Regions from separate parts of the Mus musculus genome. Here all the other regions are linked to region 4. A link is a contact called in public HiChIP or PLAC-seq and promoter capture Hi-C data. All regions are on one chromosome and are shown on one strand. The core of a region is the stretch at or near the end of the contact, and the rest is flanking DNA. Distances in the headings are between cores, read along the strand shown. Region 1 holds the start of Hipk2 (homeodomain interacting protein kinase 2). Region 2 holds the start of Ubn2 (ubinuclein 2). Region 3 holds the start of Clec2l (C-type lectin domain family 2, member L). Region 4 holds the start of Mkrn1 (makorin, ring finger protein, 1).

The links. HiChIP or PLAC-seq counts read pairs in DNA pulled down with a chosen protein or histone mark. Capture Hi-C pulls out chosen DNA fragments and counts their contacts.
Region 1: an H3K4me3 HiChIP or PLAC-seq map of pro-B cells shows a contact between it and region 4, with 2.3 times the contacts expected there. The contact joins the promoter of Hipk2 here to the promoter of Mkrn1 in region 4. A contact is called at or near these places in 1 of 39 promoter capture datasets (pre-B cells) and 3 of 115 datasets of contacts at active chromatin or transcription factors (large pre-B cells, memory CD8 T cells and pro-B cells).
Region 2: a contact with region 4 is called in an H3K27ac HiChIP or PLAC-seq map of embryonic stem cells, with 4 times the contacts expected there. The contact joins the promoter of Ubn2 here to the promoter of Mkrn1 in region 4. A contact is called at or near these places in 1 of 115 datasets of contacts at active chromatin or transcription factors (embryonic stem cells) and 1 of 9 other capture datasets (pancreatic islet).
Region 3: a contact with region 4 is called in a promoter capture Hi-C map of liver, with 3 times the contacts expected there. The contact joins the promoter of Clec2l here to the promoter of Mkrn1 in region 4. A contact is called at or near these places in 2 of 39 promoter capture datasets (both in liver), 1 of 115 datasets of contacts at active chromatin or transcription factors (embryonic forebrain) and 1 of 9 other capture datasets (liver).

The regions. Positions count from the first base shown.
Region 1 is chr6:38,874,579-38,877,725 of GRCm38.p6, reverse strand. It overlaps Hipk2 (homeodomain interacting protein kinase 2), which reads left to right and starts at 1,536. Exons shown (of 15, transcript NM_010433.2): 1 at 1,536-1,927. The coding sequence starts at 1,909. It also overlaps a transcript of Tbxas1 not described here.
Region 2 is chr6:38,431,863-38,435,319 of GRCm38.p6, reverse strand. Ubn2 (ubinuclein 2) reads right to left here and starts at 1,395. Exons shown (of 17, transcript NM_177185.4): 1 at 722-1,395. The coding sequence starts at 1,147.
Region 3 is chr6:38,661,343-38,664,797 of GRCm38.p6, reverse strand. Clec2l (C-type lectin domain family 2, member L) reads right to left here and starts at 1,729. Exons shown (of 5, transcript NM_001101507.1): 1 at 1,382-1,729. The coding sequence starts at 1,562. RefSeq lists an enhancer at 1-797.
Region 4 is chr6:39,418,864-39,421,942 of GRCm38.p6, reverse strand. It overlaps Mkrn1 (makorin, ring finger protein, 1), which reads left to right and starts at 1,574. Exons shown (of 8, transcript NM_018810.2): 1 at 1,574-1,844. The coding sequence starts at 1,660. Gm10244 (predicted gene 10244) reads right to left here and starts at 1,565. Exons shown (of 2, transcript NR_152168.1): 1 at 1,291-1,565; 2 at 649-1,203.

The sequences.
Region 1 (3,147 bases), core at 287-2,786, 540 kb after region 4:
GTATTTAGGAGCAACCGGCCATGAACAAATCTAGGGAAACCAGTTAAGGATTACAAGGGGATAGAAAGGGACAAGTGAAGAGTGTGAAGGAAGATCGTAGGGGCCTAAAGATCTAAAGTTAAGGTCCAATACTTTGTATCATTGGATAATATCCTTTACTGTTGTGGGCTTCTTGGACTGCAAAACGGCAAGGCAGGCCTAGATGATCTCTGAGGTTCCCCTTACCAATGGTCGCCTAGGAGTCTACAACGTGAAGAACATTAGAGTAAGGAAAGCACTAGTGTAATGTAATATGAAATATTGAGGCAAAGAAGATCGCCGTCAAGGACCATCCCAAGATGAAGTGAAACTTATTTTCCAGTAACAAAACCAGCCACGTGTGTGCAGGAGCTAGGTTGTTTTTTTATTTTTGGGTGGTGGATGGGCACGGGATACAGAAGCTGGAAAGATAGTGAGAAAACAATGGTCTTAAAAAGAAAAGAAAACAATGGGCTTGTTTTAAAGAAAGTTCTCCAGAGTTAGAGGTCATCATATTACATCCCCACCCTCAAGGTAGCTTCTAAACTGTTTTGGACCTATGATTTACAGGTAGGAAATACAATTTACATCAGGTGTCCAGTATTCATACCTGAAAATAAAGGGTTTATGAGACAAAATATTTTTTGCTGGATACTAATATTTTGTTGGCTTTTCAGAAGCTTTGTTGTCACCCACTTAATTTCTTTTATGAACTATTCATATATCAGGACTCAACAAGTTTTCGTAAGTTGGAGGCAAAAGGCAGGGCGTCCCGTGCAGACGTCCAGAAGCGAGCTGGAGAGGCAAATCAGGGCAGAGATCCAGGCTAGGAGAGTTTAGAGAACGTTTCGCTCCGGCCCGAGTGAGCAGAAAAAAAGCAAAACCCTGGAGCCACTAGGTGGGACCCTCCCACCCGGATGATGGAGGAGAGGGCTCTCCAAACATCGGGATCAGGCGTCCATCCTGACGTTGCGTTTTCCCCGAGCAGTTCAGGGAGCTCCCCCGACATTCTCCCGGGAGGACTACGCGCCCACTCCCTCCAGTCATTTCCCCCGCGTGTCGGCTAGAACGGAGCCCGCACGCGCTGGGGTGAAGACACTTTGCCCGGCAGCGGGACTGCTGTCGGCAGCAGCCGCTCGCGCTCCCCGGCCCGGTCGGCCGGCGCGCGCACACCCACGCGCGCACTCCCAAGCACGCACACACAAAGTTGTGGCCGCCTCCACCGCGGAGCTCCGGTCGGCGGCTGCGGGCCAGCGCACCGCGCTCTCGCCCAGCCCCGCTCGCACGGCCGCTCGGCTCCCCTCGGGCCGCGCTCGGCCCCCGCCGACGCCCCGCTCTGCCCTTCGGCTCGGCCCTCCCCGCCTCGCATCCGTGCCATCGGCGCTCGATTGCGCGCGGACTCCCTGGGGCTCTTCCCGGCTCGTTCGCTCGCGCTTGCCCGCCCGCCCGCTCGCGCCCGGCCGCGCCGCCCCGCCCCCGCCCCCTCCCCCTGCTCCTCACGGGCAACTTTTGCCGGCGCCCCCGCCTCACAGCCATGCGGAGCTGAGCTCCGGCCCGGGCCCTGGCCGCCGCAGCCCGCCCCGGCTCCCGCCCTCGCGGACCCGCCCGGCCCTTGGCCTCGGCGCCTTAGCCGCCCCGGGCCGGCCGAGCCCCCCGCGCAGGGCCCGGGCCGCGGCTACGGCGGCGGCGGCGGCGGCGGCGACGCGCCCGCCCGGCCCCCTCCCCCGGCGCCGGCCAAGTGAGGCGGTGATGCGGGCGCTGGCGGCCTGGGCTGCGCCGAGAGCGGAGACACAGGCTCAAGATGGCAGATTCCCACTGAGGCTGAGGGGGCCGAGCTCGCGCGCCGCGTTCCCTTCTCCGTTGCCATGAACCGCGGACACCCCGGCCCCGATGGCCCCCGTGTACGAAGGTAAGGGGCACCCGGCCCGCGATCCCCCCGCTCGCTCGGCCAGCCGCGGCCCCCGTAGCTTTGTTCTGCCCGCGGCCCCTCGCCCGGCAGCCCCCGGCCGCAGCCCCGGGCCCTGGTCCTGGGGGCTCGCGACCTTCCCCGGTGCCCCCATCCTGGGTCCAGACGGGACCGGAGCCGGCCTGGAGCAGGATCTTATTTCCAGGGCAGAGAAGGCGGCTGGGGGGTGTGTGCCGGTGGGCTGCTGCCCAAAGAAAAGAAATGGGGGCGGCGTGTGGGAAAAGACGGATCCGTGACTGCTTTCTGTTTATTTGTGATAAATGAAGGTGATGCGGTCCTCCCCCATTACCTTTAAACGATCTCCTTTCTACTTGTCCGTCCTCTCTGCTCCCTTTTCCAAACATCTCCACTCCCACCCCACACTCCTTTATTCTTCCCGAGCCTCCGATTTTTGGGGGGTGGTGGTGGTGGTGGTGGCTGTGGAATCCGATTGAAAGGGGCCAAGCGATGAGAGAGGGTTGAGATGAAAAGTCCATTTCAGACCCAGGCAGAACAATGAAATAGGCTCAAAATCTCCCCGCAGTTGGCGTGTGGAAGGGAGAATGTAGTTTGGCTTTTTGGGGGGGGCGGGGAAGGGGGTGCGAAAGAAGGTTTTCTGGCTCGGCCTGGGTAGATCGGTGCTGTGCACCTTCACCTGGCGTTGGCTGATTTTTTTCCCATTTGACTGTCTTTAGAAGAAAGAAAAGGTAAGGCGATACAGCTGCCTCGCGCACTCTTTCGGTTCTCTTCAGTCAGTTCCGTCAGCTTGCAGCGAGAAAATCAAGCCGGAATCAACTAAGTTTTTACTCTTCTATGGGGTTTTGTGTGCTTGTAGTACCGGGTATTTTTCAACCAAAGTGTGCCAGATTTTTTCAGTTATTTCGTCGTGAAAATGTTTCTCTCGTGAAATCATTGAAATAGCAGCCCTTTACATACTTTTAGCGTGGGTCCATCTGGCTTTCTTTCGGTTTTGTTCAGATATTCTGTGTATGAAATCGCAAATGAGAGGGAAACGGGTTTGCCAGGAACCAAGAGGAGGGGCTAGGGGAGATTGTAATCCTATAAACCCAGGGAACTGTTGGGCCGAGTGAAACAGGGATCTCATTAATAGTTTTATCTCTGTTAGGAGAGGCTGATTTAAAAAAAAAAAAAAAACTTATCTGAAAAGAAAATCTGTTATTAGT
Region 2 (3,457 bases), core at 146-2,645, 990 kb after region 4:
TCGAACTAATGAGAGCCACTCAAATAATATGACTGGGCAGCCACCGGGTAAGACAAGAGACCTTTCCATTCAAAGACAATGTGCACAAACTCAACACACACACACACACACACACACACACACAAAGCTAACAATATTTACCAACACAAGTGCAACCACATTACGAATCCACTTTTTCATTCCTAACGTGGAATCATTAGTTTCTGAAAATGTTTAATTTCTCTTAAATCCCCTTCAATCAAGGAAAATAAACCACCCGGCCACGAGCCCATCTCAGCAGCCCTGGCGCACGGTACAGCTGGGTTGAGGAAGGATGAGGATGAGCCGAGAAGGGGTCACACAATCTCTCCGCTTCAGACCGGGGGGCGTGTCCCCCAAGGTTTTTTTTTCGCTTCCCTTCTACCGGAACGACAGATGGAAGTGCCACAAGAAGCTAGCCGCACGGCTCACAGGGCCTCGGGATTTGGTGTGGGGAACAGAAAGGAAAAGGAGGAAAAAGCTGAGGTTTCGAAAGGTGCACAGGAAAACCGGCTCGGCGCGGTGTGGTGGGGGCAGCATCGGCCACCCAGGAGGGCCGAGCCGCGCAGCTCCCGCCCCGTCTAGCTGCCCGGCCCCCGCCACCCCACCCCCGGGGCGAGCGAAGTGCAGAGCAGCCCGGGCAGGCGGCGGGTCCGGAGGCGCCCGGGCTGTGGGGCGGCCGGGAGGGAGGGACCCTCTGTACCCGTTGTTCTCCGCACAGCAGCAGCTCCGGGTAGCTGAACTCCACGCAGCTTTCGTCCGTGGGGTCCTTGAGCACCAGCTCCAGGCGAACCGTCTCCTTCGGCGGTCGCGGCGGCGGCTCCGCCCGGGAAGCCGACTCCCGCGGAGGGGGAGTCTGCAGGGGCAGCGGCGGCGGCGGCGGCTCGGGCCGCGGGGGCTCGCGCTGCAGCGCCATGGGCGGCTCGGCGCGGCTGACCTCGCGCTGGGGGAGCGGCTTGTCGCGCGCCGGGGGCTGCGCGTCAGCGCGGGGGGCCGGCTCCGCCCGGGCCGGCTCGCGGTACGGCTGCGGCTCCAGTCGGGGGGGCTCGCGCTCGGCGCCCGCGAAGTCGGCCTCGCGTCGCCTCACCGGTGACAGGCTAATGAACGCGACTCTGCGCGGCTCCGCCATCCCCACTGTTCTGGCCCTCGGCGCTCGCTCGAGCCGGCTCTCGCCTCGACGCCGCACGGCGCGCCTGCCCGCCTCTCCTTCTGCTCTCCGTCACTTTTCTTCCCTCCAGCACCCTCAGCTGTCCCCGCGGACGCCACCGTGAGTGCGGACCGGGTCCCCGTCCCCGCTACTACGTTCTGATGGGCTCCACCGCCATCGCCAGGGTCGCCGCAGCCGCCATGTTGGATCCCCCACATAAATAGAAGCAGGCCGCTGAGCGGGCGCATGCGCACACTCGAGACGCTCGCGTCCACAGTCGTGGCTGTTGCTCAGTTTTCCCCTTTTCCTCTCAACAGTCTGGAGGCCAGACAGCTCGGCGGAAGTGACGTCACAGACAGGCCTGTCTCCGTGGCAACGGGGACGCTCTCTGCTTTGCTTTCAAAGGAGGGGTTTGGGGTTCCCTGAGTGATTTCCTCCTCTCGCCCGGAAACCGAGGCACGCTCGCCGATCCCTTAGGGTGAGCGTCGCGATGTGCCTGGGACCGACACAGTCATGGCGCCGGGTCCCGCCCGACGTTGGCCTCTGGCTCTCGGCGCTGGGGAACAGGGTTGTCAGCTGAGGATTCCAGGCGGACCCAGGGCAGGGGTGAGGGGCTCGCGGCCCGGCGCCGGGCCCGCCGGTCTGTTGTCCCGTCACCTGAGGTGTCCAGGGTAGAAAGGCGAAAACTAAACTCTCCTCAGACCCCTCCCGAAAGCGCTACGCTGCCTCCCACACCGCTGCCTCCCACACCTCTTCCTAGCCGCTTTGCGCATGGCGGTGAGACGTTCAGTGACGCGCCTCAGTTGGGAAATTGAACTGGCAAAGGAACAGTTCTTGAAGACTTGAACGTCTTGGCAGCCTTTGGTGTTATTTTAGGGGACATGCTCCCGGGGGAAGAAAATTCACGGCTCATCTTTGAGTGGGAAGGAGCGTTGCTTAGGCTTCGTTGGAGCATCGTGGGAAACGAACTGGAATTCAGATTTTAACGGACGAGAATTACTAGCCCTTTTCATCTATTCAATAGAAAGGGAATTGAAAGACTCCCTTGCCGCATCCTCAAGGAAACCCAAGCTTGTTAATTGCATCAACTATATTAGATGTTGAAGAGCTGAGTCAAAGAGTCGTCACAGACGTTTTTAATATTTGCTCTTCTATTCCTTTCCAAAGGTGTACCAAATGGTGATGGAATGTTCAACCCAAAAGATTGTGCTAGCTCTAAGCCAGGTGTAGAGATGTATCCCTTTAGTGTCAGGAAGATACAGGCTGTTACATTTCAACATGGTCCACATAGACAACTGCAGGTCAGCTAACACTTCTTTTTTTTTTTTTTTTTTTTTTTTTTTGGTTTTTTGAGACAGGGTTACTCTGTGTAGCCCTGGCTGTCCTGGAACTCACTCTGTAGACCAGGCTGGCCTCTGCCTACCGAGTGCTGGGATTAAAGGCATGCGCCACCACGCCCGGCCAGCTAACACTTCTTAATGGAAGTGGGTGCACTCTGGAGCCAGGCGGATCTCTATGAGTTCAAGGCCAGCCTGGTCTATTTAGTGACTTCTAAGACAGCCAGACCTACATAGTGAGACCCTGTCTGGAAAAAAAAAAAAAAAAAAAACTGGCAGCAGCAACAAGAAAAAAAAAAGAGGAAGATGATGAATTTCTTCCTTACAATGCTGCAATATTTTCTTGACACTATATTTTACCTCCAACATTCCTTCCACTGCTCCTGGTTCTGTTTGGGTCTCCTATTTTTGGATTGAAGTGACCTTTCTGCCCACAGACTCTGTTTCTGCCATCTTAAAATGGGCAATTAAAGTTTTTGGAACACTTTCTTTTTTTCTTTTTTTTTTTTTTCTTTAGTTTTTCGAGACAGGGTTTTTCTATATAGCCCTGGCTGTCCTGGAACTCACTTTGTAGAAATCTGCCTGCCTCTGCCTCCCGAGTGCTGGGATTAAAGGCATGCGCCACCATGCCCGGCTTCTGGAACACTTTCTGATGTATCTCTATCCCATCTCCAATTGACTGAGGGCTATACCTGTGTTCAGTTTCTGCCATTTATCCCAGAAATTGCAGTCAGTCTGTCCTTGAGTCAAGCTCTTCTGTAGGTAACCTCTCATACAATTATCTAATTCTGGGTGCCTTGAAAATACTTTGAACATCAATCCACAGAGAGAAGTAGGTTCTAACCGTGGTGTAAGCTACTCAAATAAGCACCTAAGAGGCAGAGGCAGGTGGATCTCTGAAATCGAGTCCACCCTGGTCTACAGGGTGAGTTCCAGGACAGCCAGAGCAATGTAG
Region 3 (3,455 bases), core at 480-2,979, 760 kb after region 4:
GTGGGGTTAAGGGTAAAGGTTAGTAGAGCTGACCCTTTCAAATACCCCCCCCCAAAAAATGAAGAAATACAGACTAGGGAGGGAATGACATAAGAAATACCATTGGTAGGAGGCAAGCTTAGGTCCCTGGGAAAACCCAACCACTAACCAGAAACATGCATCCCAGAAGGGCTGATTGGCCTTTAAGCCCACCCAAGCTTCTGGTGGTCCTTTGTAATACCTTGCATCCGGGGAAACTGTGTCCTCACCTCCATGGTTCCTACCCACTATTAGACTTCCTTAGAGTCTGCACAGCCCTCCACAGGCAGTGCCTGGCCCTGGCACACAGACTTCAGCCAAAGGTTCTTCATGCTCTGCTGCCCCATCGCCTATCTGGGCACAGGTGGCCTTGTCCCTTCCAGGCCACCACCCACCTTCCTCACTACGCAGCCTTCCACAGCAGGTCCTCCCCATGGAGATCTGCTGACTTAACCCCTCGGCAGCACCTTCAAACAAACAAAACAACAACAAACTTCTGTAGCCTGGCCTGGGTGGTCTCTCAGATCTCTTGCTCATATTCTCTCTCCCCCTCCATCCCTCTTTTCTCATGCCCTCATCAGCACCCAGCACCCTAGGGTTCAGTTATCCACAAGGAACTGGCTAATTCCAGCCACCTCCTGTCGTCATTCCTTGACCTAGTGCACCCTCTCCTGTCTGTTCCACACCCCCAAAAGATGTCCTACTCTGAGATGCCCTCCTCTGACTCAGCCCCTAGTTAACGCTATCCAGTTCCTACTAGGTAGAAGCGTGAGAAGTACCTGGAAGCTGACCCTCCCTGTGTCCAACTCCTGCATCTCCCGAGCAACACTCACCACTCACTGGACGCCAACCCAAGTTTCCTAAAACAGTTTGTGAACTGAATGAAGTCTCTTCGCTCAGTGTCTTCTAGATAGCCTGAGGTCACTCCCTGAGCCAGTATAACAAGAAGGAATTGGTGGCATCCCAGAATGGTTAGGAAAGTCCTCTGGGGTTTCCTCTCCATCAACCCCATCACTAGCAGGGCGCCCCCAAGGTGCAGGGAATCAAAGCTTTTGCTTTTATGAGGCACTAAATGTTTTCTCTACTAGAGATTCAGGCTGCCACGAAGGTGCTTCACTTTCGGACCCAACTAAGGTTTGGAGCATAAAGCTTGCTCCAAGGTCAAAGAGGGATTTGGCAGCAAAGATTTGTCAAAACAATGACCTGAGGTGGTCCCCAGGGACCCCTTTCCCCTCCCATAGTGACATCTGCCTCCCCTGATACTAACGAATCCCCCTGATCCATTCCTCTGCGAGCTGTCAAGGTGACTGGCCATTTCCTGGGTCTTGACTCAGGGACCGGGGATGGAAGGCTGAGCGCTTACCCTCCAAGGCCGCCTTCCAGCTGGTGCTGCCCTCGTAGCCTGACCCGGATCGCCTCAGCAGCCCCTCTGGGCCACGGGCCTCTGCCTCCGCTGGAGAGCGCGGCCTGGGCGCAGCGGGCGCGGGACGAGCTGCGGGGGGCGGCGGGCGGGCGCGCGCGGGGGGCTCCCGGGCCGGCTCCATGCCGCGACGCGCGCGCGCTCCTGCACCGGGCAGCAGAGCCCGGCCCCACGCGCACTCCGCGCTGCGCGCGCCCCGCGGGCCGCCCAGGCCGGCTCGGTACTCCGGGACCGCGACGTCCGCAAGCCGGGGCTGAGCCCGGCTCCCGCGCCGGAGACGCTCAGGTCCCCGCCGTGCGCGCCGCAGCCTGCGCGCCGAGCCCCGCGCGGGGGAGGAGCCCGGGCTGCGAGGGAGCCGCGACCGCGGGGCGGGGTTGCGGGGAGGAAAGACAGCCCAGGCCACTGGCCCCGCCACCGGCTCCCTCGCAGCTGTGAGCCAAGGTGCTCCTCCTCCAGAGTCAGCTGCTGGGCATCTTCTAAAGTGGGGGGAGTTTCCCAAGACAAGGACCTGGGAAGGCTGCTCCTGGGGTGCCTTGGAGGCAGAGAACAAGGATGGGGGCTGGGACTTGTCACCCCCACCCCCACCGCATCCCCGACTCAGCGCTGCCATGGTCCAAGGGGACAGGGCCAAGCAGCACTGCAACCAGAGAGCCATACTGACCATCTATTGCGGTTCAGGGACTTTTCTCCACATTTTGTCTCTGTGTGACTGTTAACGTTTGCACATAGAAGCCGGAGGTCTTCATTGGGTATATTCACTCTCCACTTTTCTTTTTATTTTTAAATATAGGATATCACTATGCAGCCCTAGAACTTGCTATATAGACCTGGATGGCCTCTGACTCTAGCCTGCCTCTTCCCCTCAAGTGCTGAGATTAAAGTCATACACCTCCACACTTGATACCATCTTTTTTTTTTTTTTTCTTGAGCCAGGTTCCCTCATTCAACTTGGGGCCCACCAATTCAACTAAAGTGAGCTGGTCAACCTGCTTTACGGATAGGTCTGTCTCCCCACCCCACCTCCCACTTCCCACTGCTGGGTTAGCTGCTCAACACCAATGCAACTTTTTACTTGAGCACTGGGGATCTGAACTTAGTCCTTAGGCCTGTGCCACAAGCACTTTGCCTACGGAGTCATTCCCTCTGCCTCTCTTCTGAGAGTTTTGAGACTGAATCTCACTTATAACTCTGGCTGGCCTGGGGCTCGCAGTAGACCAGGCTAGCCTCCAGCAACTGTCCCCCTGCCTCTTCCTCCCAAGTGCCGGATGACACTCATGTGTCATCACAGCCTAGCTAAGCTGCAGGAACTTGTCACATGTCCCAGCCAGCTGAGAATGGACTTCAGGAAGCCTAGGGCACAGATGGGCCTGGGAGCCCAAGCCAGTCATCCAACTGCTTGGGACACAAAGCAGAAGAATTGAGAGTTCGAGGTCTGCCTGGGTGGGCTACATAGACTGAGGCCAAACTGAAATGTATAGCGAGGTCCTGTCTCAAGAAATAACCAATCAAAAGGGCCAAGGGAGTTCCTGAAGCAGCCGTGGCAGATTTGTGGTTGTCATGGAGATGTGAGGCATCTTGTAGGTCAGATGCCCTCTGTGACCTTTCCTAACCTCTTCTCTGACCTCTAGGAATCTACCATAGTCTCAGCCTCCAGTGTGGGTAATTCTCAGTGCGTGCTCCCACACCCCATGTGTGTGTGTGTGTGTGTGTGTGTGTGTGTGTGTGTGTTTGCTTGTGGATGTGATGTGAGCTCTCAGCTACTACTCTAGCACCAGACCCGCCTGGCTACTGCCATGCTTTTTGCTGTGATGGCCCTGGATTCTAACTCCCTGGAATTGTAAGATCCCTATAAACTCTTTCTTCTATAGGTTGTGCTGGTCATGATGTGTTTTCACAGCAATAGAAAAGTAACTAAAATACCTAGTATGCACAAAGCCCTGGGTTCTACCCCTGAAACCTTATTAATTGGGTGTTATTCAAGGTTATCCTTGATTACATAGTAAGTTCAAGGGCAGTC
Region 4 (3,079 bases), core at 325-2,824:
TGAAACTGGATACACTGCCCACTCAGAACATATCTTTTCCTTTGCTTGGTAATTGGCTCAGATGTGGGAGACTCCAGCATATGAAGTCTTGACACCAACACTTTAGAGGGCTAAGACCTGTCCCTGTGAATGACTATAGTGACAAGAACTTTTCCATTGAATTTGTTGCTAACATTTGTGCTACCTCCCCAACAGCTGTGCAACAAATCTTAAAGATTAAAAGTAAAATAAAATAAAGGGGGACAGTGGTGAAGTCTTTAAACCCCAGGATTCAATATTTGGGAGGCAGATCTCTGTTCATTGAAGTCCAGCCAGGTTTACTTTATTGAGGAGGGAGAGAGAACTTTGGATCTAAAATGTTCCTCAGAAGTTCATGTGATGTGTCTTGGACTCCAGTGATTTATGCTTAGACACAGTTTTGGAGAAATGATTGGCACTGCCCTCATCAGTGGATTCATATAACCTGATGGTGGAAACTCTAGGGGAATGGGCATAGTTAGCTGGGAGCCAGTACTTGGGAGCATGTCCTTGAAGGCTGTCTGCTTACTGACAGATTCTTGCAGTGTAGCCCAGGCTGGCCTCAAGCCTGTGACCCTTTTTGATAGGTTATTTCTCTGATGTTGGTGAAATGAGCCAATTCACACTAGATTCGAGTCTATTAAAGGCAGGTTTATTGGGAAGCTCTCTCAGGCAGGCTAGTTCACTGGCCTCAGGAGTCGCCACGGGGGTAAGGATGGGATAAGGAAGGGAGAGAGAAAAAAAGAAAGGGCATGCAGGCAGAGAGGAGACAGAGAAAATGTCTAGAAATATAGGGAGGAGCCTCTGGGGTGAAGGGCAGCCTAGCTCCTGGGCTGGAAAGTTCAAGGTTGGGGGCAGGGAATGCCAGATAGGGACTAAAAGGACGCTAGGGAAGTCCGGAGGTCAAGTCTGCTTTGATATGTAAAATATGCACCTCAGTTCCTGGTCAGGTATAAAACCAAACACTTTTTTCCTTTAGCTTCCCAAGAGCTGGTATTACAAACAGGCTACCACACATAATTCATTTACAACATTACTGTTATTACTTTGACAGGATCTATTTAGCTTGGGCTGGTCTCGAACTTGCAGCCATTGTGATACTCAAGTCTTCACATTGGTGGGATTCCAAGATGTCTGCCGCCAGGCCCACCTGGGCACTTCCATCAGCAGGGATTCTGACAGTTCCTGTGAGAGAAAGAAACAGATCCCAACACAATAGGTTGGGATCTCACTCTAGATAAAGAGCAGACACAGCCCCAGGCCTTCCCCCACCTTGTACGTGCGCCACCAGCCATAGGCAGAAGTTGGTCCTTGCATGTGGTCCTTTGATGGCTAGGATGGCTAGGACCAGGACCATCCTAGCACACCTGGCTAAGCGTGTGATCACGCCCCTTTAGGGCGGAGCCTAAGCCATCACCAATCAGCGTCGCCGGAGGAGGGCCGCGGGTGCCCTGCGGAGCCCGCAGTTCCTGAGACCTGAGCGCTCGGAGACGCGGTGACACGGCGCGGGACTGGCGCAGAGCTCTCGGGCTCCTCAGCCTCCCTCCCCTCCCCTCCCTTCGCTGTCTTCTCCTTCTCAGCCGGACCGGAACTATGTGATCCCGGAAGTTCCGGGGCCATTGCTGTGTGGGATAAACAGTAATGGCGGAGGCTGCGGCTCCCGGAACAACAGCCACAACATCAGGAGCAGGAGCGGCAGCGGCGGCGGTGGCAGCGGCCTCCCTCACCTCTATCCCCACAGTCGCTGCCCCGTCCCCGGGGGCGGGAGGAGGGGGCGGCGGCAGCGACGGCAGCGGCGGCGGCTGGACGAAACAGGTCACCTGCAGGTAGGACGTTGCGTGGCGCGGCGGAGGGCGGGGGCTGCGGGGCCGAGCAAGAGGCGGAGGCGGGCGTCGCGGGGTCCCCGCTGCGGCTGTCCGTACAGCATCGCTGCGTCAGCCTCCGCAGAGGTTGGCCGCGGCATCGCTGCGGGTTTCAGACTGCGGGCTCGGACTGCAGGGCGGTCCCGTCACCTCGCCTCGCTCAGCGGCGCCCCGGTGCGTGCGGAGAGGACCGGTGTCCCCGCCCTGGCCTCCATCGCTACAGGTTCGGGGATGCGGCGCGAGCTCGCCGATGCGAATCGGGCTCTAACGACCCTCGGTGCGCCCTGAGACCCTCCAAGGGTCCCGGCGAGCTCGGCCGGCCCCGGGGCTCCGAGCCGGGCTATCCGTTTGTAACGTCTTTTCTGCTCTCTGCGCCGCTCACCCCCGCCCCGCCGGGAGCAGCCGCTTTTGTATGCCTTTGTATGTAAGTCGGTGGTCGGCGGTTCCGAGCTTTGTCTCCGAACCGAGCGTTCGGAGCCGGCGTTAGGCTCTTCCACCCTTGGTTTTATGAACTGCCATTATTATTACTGTCCCTTTGAGAGGCGTTCTTCTTTGCGAGAAAGGAGATCCGACCAGAGAGGTTTGGTTCTTGTTTGGTAAGCGAGACGAAATTATTGGGAAAATGTATGATCAGGTGACAGTTATACAGTACGTATGTTAAAAAATAATTCCCCAGCTATAAACGTTGGAGGAAGGATTGTTTGTATTAACGATGGGAGGGGGCTTATTGAGACAGTCCTACTGTGTGGCCCCGGTTGACCTATATAGTCTGACTGCCCTAGAATTTTCGGCAATCCTCTTGTTTTTGCCTCTCTAGTGCGGGAGTGCAGGGGTGAGATGATACCACGCCCGAGTATATAGATTTTAACTACCAGGAAGGACTATATACGCTTTTCTATCGGCTAAGAAAATTAAAAGGAAATGCCACTTTAAACCCGGCAAGGACAGTTTATTAACCGCAAATGCTAAAGGCAATTCCTAATGAACAACTCGGTGTTGATATTAACTCCCAAACTGAAGAATCTTCCAGTCTTTCCTGTAACACATTTAATAACGTCAGATTAAAGCTTTCCCCTCAGTCTGTTCTTTTTTTTTTTTTTTTGAGGCAAGGTCCAGCTTTGCAGCCTGGTTGTCCTAACACTGTTGCATTGACCAGGCTGGCCTTGAACTTCCCTCCTCCAGCCTTTGCCCTCCTAGTA